2 separate regions of the Mus musculus genome follow, and region 2 is linked to region 1. A link is a contact called in public promoter capture Hi-C data. All regions are on one chromosome and are shown on one strand. Each heading gives the region's core, a stretch centred on a gene start, on an enhancer-like site or on the middle of the called end of the contact. The rest is flanking DNA. Distances are from core to core; before and after follow the strand shown. Region 1 overlaps Dab1 (disabled 1). Region 2 holds the start of C8a (complement component 8, alpha polypeptide).

Region 1 (3,849 bases), core at 797-3,296:
CTGCATCTCTAGAGACTGAATCAGAGCCAAGCATCCAGCATGGATATTTTTGGATGAATGAATGAGTCAAAGGAGGCAATGTAGCTAGGAGGTACCAAACATGTTCTATACAAATGCAGCGAGCCTTTGTTTCCAATGTGTTCCTTATAGGTTACTCCGGTTTGTTATTTTCTTTCCTCAGTCATGGGTACTGGTGTCTCCTGAGCTGGCATCTTGTTATAGACTGCAATATTTCACACACACACACACACACACACACACACACACAGACACACACACACACGCATGCATGCCCTTTATCTGCAAGGTGGGAATGTGGGTGTTCCCTCTTTGCAAGCAGCAAAGAGGTTTGTAATGCCTGAGCTTTTATGACACAAACAGATGTTTCTTGGCACCCTTCCTTCCGCTGCTGCACACAAGTCTCCAGCTAACAAATTGTTAGGTAGCTGCCGTGGCTGCCATGAAGGTGCTTCCTGAAACCAGCGCTGTTTTAGTCCAATTGCTGAGTCCATGTCCATTCAGGCATGCGCATGGCCTGTGGCTAAAAAGCAGTAGCTCACAGGCTTGGTGAGAGCTCAGGATTAACAGCCCCTCCTCCCCCAACCAGGAAAATGGAATGAGATCTGTAAACTCCTCAACGTGGTACCAATTACCCAGGGTTGCCTTTTTCTCTTCTGAATATTATACTTTGGTCTGGAGCAGATGGCGTGAAGCCAGAGAGACATGCTAATAGCTCTCTCCCAAAAATTGTGCATAGCCCATCTGTTAGCTCCCTGTGGGGGGAAAAAAGAAAATATGAGGGGGGGGCTTGCTGCCTCCAACAGTACAATCATCAGAGATGAATCTACCTGTGGCTCTTAGGTTCCATTACAGTCTTGGAAAAACATGAAGATGTCCATCCTCTGGATCTCTTGAGCTGGTACTCGTGAGCCAAAGCCATGTCGCTGAGCCTTATGCTCAAGACCTCGAAGTGCCGCACCGACTCCTAACTCATGGCTCAGGATGCTTCTCCTTAAAATGATTTTTCTTTGTGATTATGTGATGGCAATATGCATTCTGTAGAAACCACACTGTTAGTGTTGATCTTTCCCCCAACATAACAATATGGGGTACAATGCTCTCTCTATTGCTGGGCAGCCACAGAGAGCTGTGGCTCCCAGACACCCATGCAATCAGAGGGAAAGTTCACTCCACAGTCTACTGGGCTGCTTAGCTAGCTGTGCAGTAGGTTATCGCCTACAGTATCTCTACTATAGGTTATAACCCCATCATCAAAGAATAGGTATATTTCTGTTTTAGAAGAATGGTGGGAAGGAGGGTGAGGCATGACTGGGCCAAAACTGAAGGTTTCTGCTCACTCATTAAAATGGGCATTAGAGTCACTAAGGACATTGAAAGACCCACAGTTGAAGCCTAGATCCTTTTTTCTCCTCAAAATAGCAAATATCTGCAGTGTTATAGGAACCCATTATTTTCCTACACCATTTTTAATCAGTATAATGTTACACTGATAGTATGGAATTGAAATGAGAAGTGATTTATAATAAAAGCATGTGTTTCAATAAAGAAATACTTGGGCATGACCATACTGCAGGACATAATGAGTAAGTAATGAGATGACTATACCTGAGAGCAGAATTACCAGGAAAAACTGCAGCTGAAAATACAGGCTAGCCCCAGCCACAATGAGTGTTAACTGTTAATGAGTGTTTCTGTCTGGGACCACCCTTTTCCAAAACTCTTTCGCACATTCCAAATCAAATGACATACGTTCTTCCTTGAGTGTACACACTTGTCACGTTCCTGGGAAACCACAGGTGTTGACTCTGTGTGCAGAGAAATTGAATTTCTTAGCCATTTGGTCTGTCTAGGCTTATATCAGGAGGCAGAATCGGTCATTGTGCTGTGCATTGGTCTCACAAGTTTTGGATATCTGCTGTCAATGCTGGTAGCCCCTTAAAAACCAGGAGCCCAGACTTCCCTGCAGTTACCATAACAACTAAAACATCTCACCAATTTTCTCTTCACCCCTAGGGGGCGACAGCATTCCCTCTGAGAATAATTTAGTTAATGTCAAAGCAAATCAAAGAACAAGAGAAACAAGTGGCCCTGTTGTCACTTAGTGTGTTAGAGGTCAAGGCACTGCATTAGTAGGTGAGCTACCGAACAGTGTGAATAAATCAAGAGCTTGAACAGTGTACCCCAGTAAAAACAAACTTAGAGTTCTACCATGATGTCTGTTTCATTGTTTCAAAGCCTTTAACAGTGGCTGGATTCACCAGTAACAAATCCTTGTGCCCTGTCTAAAGCTTCCTCCTGAGGCAGCTTGGCAAGGGAATGGAGAAATGACTAGACTTGGAATGTTGACTTGATCCAGCTTCAGTCGGTTGAGGGGCAGTTGAATTGAGACTAGAACCAGGTACTCTCGTATATGATCACTGTGGGCTCAGAAGAGTCGCTGACATGAACCATGATGTTATCATTGCTACGGCACCTGTCAATCATCCTTTTTCGTGTTGCTAGCATACCCTGAATCCTCTCCTGTTTCATTCTGATCTCACCGTTTTTGCACCTATAGTTTTATTCTGGCAGTCATTTGAAGTGCTTCTTTGGGCAAAGCTAGCTTCTCTACCTTCTGCCCCGACTGAACAGCCACATGTCTCTTAGGCTTAGGTGTCCATGTATGTGTCCCCATGAGAACCATGAGGACCACTGGAAGCATGTAAGAATTCCAGTGGACCCAGAGTAGTCCAGACGCAGTGCCATGAAAACCCTGAAATAGGTGTGGGTCATCTGGATGGCTGCACAGAACACGAGGAAGAGAATCCTGACTAGAGATGGACTCAGCTCAGTTTGGATCCTGATCCTACCTTATGCAAGCTGTGTGACCCTCAGCATTTCCCTTCCTATTGCAATCACCCAAAAAGAATAATTGGGCAAGTAGTTACCATGGTGATAAATATGAGAACCTGCCTGGGTGTGTTTGTAATACCAAACATGGCATGAGGTATCCTCATTGGCTTAATAACCTCCAATTTTTATTTTGTAAACTTGTAAAAAGTAATCCTACAGAAGTAATGTATTCCCACCCCCAAAGTAAGGTGTTGTCAGTTACACAACAAGCAAGCTATCATGTACCTTTCAGCGTTCATCTGGGCCATGTTACAGGAGTAGCTAATGTTTGTTGAACGTTCACTCTGTGTCGGGTGCAATAGTCCCTTCCTTGAATACTGAATTATATTAATCTTCAGATCATCCTACAGAAATAAGGAGATAATGTATGCCCATTTTATAGATAAGAGCCTGGAGCATGGCAGATCCTAAGGGGCACTCCCAGATGACACATCGAGGAAGCAGCCATCTGGCCTTTCATCTATGCCTCTGAAGTTCTAACAGTCAGAGTTTTACTTTGCACCCTGCCTGCCTGATGAAAAACTTAATGAAAATTAGGTCTCAGTGCCTGGCTCTGTCTCCTGAACTATGAGATTCAGGAAAGTGAAACAATGGGGAAATGTTATTATTCCCAGATTTAAGCTGTGTTTCAACCCCTACTTAAGACCTCTCCCATGAGGGCTAGCCCCTCCACCAGTAGGTCAACATCTAGAGGTCAAGACCCAAGAAGTCCTAGTACAGCTTGGGACTCTGTAAATGGGCAGTACACTTCTGTCAATCACTCAAATCTGTAGATTTTTCCCCCCAGGATGCTTGATCCTCCTTTCTCCTGTTCCAGGTTATGTCGCTATGGGCGCCGTCCTCCCATCCTTCTGGGGCCAGCAGCCCCTTGTTCAACAGCAGATCGCCATGGGTGCTCAGCCACCCGTCGCTCAGGTGATACCAGGAGCTCAGCCC
Region 2 (3,849 bases), core at 561-3,060, 150 kb after region 1:
TTTCTGATTGCTGTCAACCATCCAAACAAATGGAAAATCCAACCCTAACAATGGTCCTAGCCACCCCATGCCATCCATGCCTGGGGGCAGCTCTTGGTGAGTGCTTTAAGTGGGGCCTTGTTCCATTGTTCTAGGGACTTGCAGGCACTTAATTCCTGATCTTATTTTCCTCCTGTTTCACAAGTGTGTAAGATGCAGCCTGGAACACTTATGTAATTTGCTCAAGATCAAATAACTATTCATAGCGAGTGCCAGCACAGGGATTTGAACCCAGGAGAATGATTTTTGTCCTGTAACTTTCTATTTTGAAAACCGATGTCAGACGCACTGGCAGTGAGCGCCATGGTTTCTCCCTCAGCACTTTGTAAAGCACTGACTTGGATCTCTCTGCCTTAACGCGAAATTTGCCTCTTCACTGAACTGTCTTGTTTGATAAGTTCATCAAACATCAAGACCCTGTTCGTTTTCAGAAAGGATTACGATGATAAGCTTTTATAATTGAGAGTATCTCAGCTGAGATTTTCTTCACCACCGACCTCTTGCCTGGGTCTTCTAATTATTATTAGCGATGGATTTTATGATGTTCTAAAACTGTATTTGTTTTAAATACAAGCTACAGATTATCTGCTTATAAAACACGTCTCCCCTTCTGAACTGTTACTTAAAGGGACTCTCTCTTACTGTGGTATTTAATCCAGTGGTTCTCAACCTTCCTAGCGCTGTGCCCCTTTAAGACAGTTCCTTACATTGTGGTGACCCCCACTGAAAAAAAAATTGTTTCTACTTCGTAATTGTAATTTTGCTACAGTTATAAATCATAAGGTTAATCTCTGACATGCAGGATATCTAATATGCATCCCCTGTGAAAGGGTCATTTAACCCTTACAAAGGGGTCAGGACCCACAGGTTGAGAACCACTGATTTGAGCACTAATGATTCAAAATTAAATCAACGAATAAGAATTTGACTAAAATAACTTTATTTTAAGCCTCCAATGTTTGAAAGGCAGAGAATGCTTAAAATAAAGTCCCAAAGGTTAGATAAAGGTTCTGCTTAAGTACAATAAAATATTCAACAATGAAATATAAATATCTGAAGGCAGGTTGGAAATCTCAGGAAAATAGAAGAGCCAAAAATGCAAGACACAGGAGAATGTTGCCTCTGCTGTCTCCTCAAAACAAAGGTTTAGAATGATGTGGCCACGTCTCTCTACAATGTCTTGCTCTTACCCACAAAAATATTTACATATATTACCTAAATATATCCCCCCAACCAGTGTAAGTGGGATTTCTTTTTTACCATTTTCTCTTAACTGTCTCACATTGCTTGAGAAAAATTCGACTTATTAAATGCCTACTATATACAGAGGACATTTGAAATCCAGGATTGTATTACATCTGCATCTTCTGTTATAGAAGAGGTGCTATGAGGCTCCATCTACAGGCAGGAAAACTGGGAAATCAGAGAGATTAAACACTGTGGTCTGCGTTACCCCACTGCTGAGTGGAAATTGATAGCTGGCTGATCTCGTTATTACTAACTGGCTTCTCCTCTGCTCCACTCCTCCGCTGGATTAGTAACAATATGAAAAGAGATTCTCTTCCATGCCACCACAGCCCACTGCCAACATCACCATGTCTTAGATTCCCCAGCAGAAGACCTCAGTTTTGTAAGGATCCAAAGCCCACTTACTGGTTCACCTTCTCTTGTGCAGTTACCCCAGGGTGCCATGCCACCAAAGACAAGCCAAAGAAAGCAACCACAAACATCTCATCCAGAAGTCACCAACTAGTGTCTATGTAAAAGACGAGAAGAGCCTACCTTAGAAGCCATAGATATATCCAGGCTGGGACCCAAATTGTCTACCGGATGTTTAAAATGGTCAAAAGTCCCCCAGTTCCCATTCAATGTGATTAACTAGTAACCAAGGTATTGATTAGCCAAACGCCTTCAAAATGGCCCCAAGCCCTTTAGCCCTTTTAAAAAATTATCCACATGGCTAAGGAAAGGTGATGTTTAACTAAAATCAGTTCAGTGAAGAGTTTTGTTTTCAGAGAGATGCAGGTGCTGTTGCAGGCATCCTGGTGTCTTGTAGTGGCTCCTGGAGCTTCTACAGTCAAATGAGTCTGTTGTTGAAGAGAGTAGCAAGGCATAAGGCTCATTTGGTACAGAAGTTCAGATGCAAGCATCCAGGAAGGTACAGGCATGCTGACAGTTACATAAAGGTTTTGCCATGGCTCTCCAAACATCTGGAGCCTGGAAATGCATGTGACTCACTGGACTTTCTACTTTCAATACAAACACTGAGTATCATTAAGATTCAGCCTATTTATGTCTCAAGGGGACCAGATGTCTTAAATATACATCTTCAGAAACTCTCTCTGGAATTATAATGCCAATCATAGCCAACACATCTGCACTGAAGATGCCATACCTGGATATAATCCCCCACTCCCGCAGACATAAAGTAAATCAAGTAACTAGAGATGGACAGAAAATAGATGAGTAAATAGCCAAGAGTCGTTAAATACTACTCTATGCGATAGGTGCTTCGTATGTCTCTTTGTATTTAATCTTCAATCAAGAAGTCTGCCACGTGAAAATTACTAAGTCCATATTGCCACGGATGAAGTGAGAGCTCAGATCAGTGCTGAGCTAACTAGCTCAAGGGTGTACAGCTGCCTGGCTATGCCTGGAGCGGTGCAGCTTTGCCTTAGTGGGATTAGCCGGTTGCATCATTACTGATCTCAATGGGGAGACACACTGACCAGCTTGGGCGCCTGAGATTCTGATTCGTGTGTGGAAACCTCAGAAAGCCATCAAGCAGCAGCTCCCTTCCTCTCCTCAGAGGTGTAGGCAGATGTGAGCGCCTGTTCTGAAAGCTGGAGGGGTCCTAAGACTGTCTCTCTGCTTCCCACTTCTCTCCAGTTTTGATTCCTAGGTCGTCTTCGCCTCAGTTTTCCCCTGCGTATACATCATTTGAAAACTTTCTTGTCTTCTTCTCCCACAAGAAACTAAGTTGGTCTTTTCTGTGCTGTGACTGCAGATATAGGGATGGGGATGTTACATCTGGACACCCTTGAACTGCTCAAGGTAGTGTATCTGGACCTCACCTTTCTCCTAACTCCTGACATCCAATGTATGACAAAGTTCCTATCTCAGACATGCAGAGTCCCCTGAGACTGGAACTCAGGGTCCCCAACCATTTCCATAGATTCCTTCATGGGGAACAGACCTCCCCCAGCACTGTCTTCTCCAGCAGGGGTGACATTACCCTCCAAAGACCACTTGACAATGCCCAAGGATGCTTATGATGGTCCCATGGGGTAGAGATATGCTATTGGCATCCAGTGGATAGAGACAAAGCCGCTGCTGAATGTCCCACAATGCACAGAGGTCCCCACTACAGAGAAATATAACTAACCAAAGTATCAATGATGCCTGTGAGGTACTACGAGAGTCTGGCCTGCCTTCTTCTTCCCAGAACTCCTGGGTCTCTCCTTTTTATATGTATGATGGTGGCATGCTCTTTTTAAACCCACTGTCTCCTGAAGTTTCCCATGTGACTATTCTCCTTATCTCAAACCTCGGTGACATTCAGACTCCTAGTTGGCCTTTTATCATCTCTCCCCCAACATCTCCAACATTGTCATTTAAGGTCCATTGCTTTTCTCTGTAATGTTTCCTCCTTCTTGCCTTGTCTTCACTAGCATAAAACATCCCAGCCTCTCCCTCACATACACTCTGAGACTCTTGCCTGAGTCCTGGTGGGCCTCATTCTCCTTCCATTCCATGGCTGAGTTCATCTTCCATGATCTCATTGTCCCCTCAGGACAACCTACAGACCCC

What was found. Promoter capture Hi-C pulls out the DNA fragments that hold promoters and counts their contacts.
Region 2: a contact with region 1 is called in a promoter capture Hi-C map of liver, with 6 times the contacts expected there. The contact joins the promoter of C8a here to the enhancer-like site in region 1. A contact is called at or near these places in 5 of 39 promoter capture datasets (cranial neural crest, hippocampal neurons, liver and 1 more), 9 of 484 Hi-C or Micro-C datasets (cerebral cortex, cortical neurons, cumulus cells and 4 more), 3 of 115 datasets of contacts at active chromatin or transcription factors (VIP interneurons and astrocytes) and 2 of 9 other capture datasets (adipose tissue and pancreatic islet).

Annotation. Positions count from the first base shown.
Region 1 is chr4:104,723,830-104,727,678 of GRCm38.p6, forward strand. Dab1 (disabled 1) reads left to right here. Exons shown (of 18, transcript NM_001369047.1): 15 at 3,731-3,849. Among named protein-coding and RNA genes, the nearest start is that of C8b, 41 kb to the right of the region's middle. Within about 2 kb of position 2,047, at least 13 of the 459 cell types and tissues checked have an H3K27ac peak or open chromatin away from gene starts, as enhancers often do. A contact at or near this core is called in liver and second pharyngeal arch cranial neural crest, where this site is marked.
Region 2 is chr4:104,874,588-104,878,436 of GRCm38.p6, forward strand. It overlaps C8a (complement component 8, alpha polypeptide), which reads right to left and starts at 1,811. Exons shown (of 11, transcript NM_146148.2): 1 at 1,693-1,811. The coding sequence starts at 1,769. It also overlaps a transcript of Fyb2 not described here.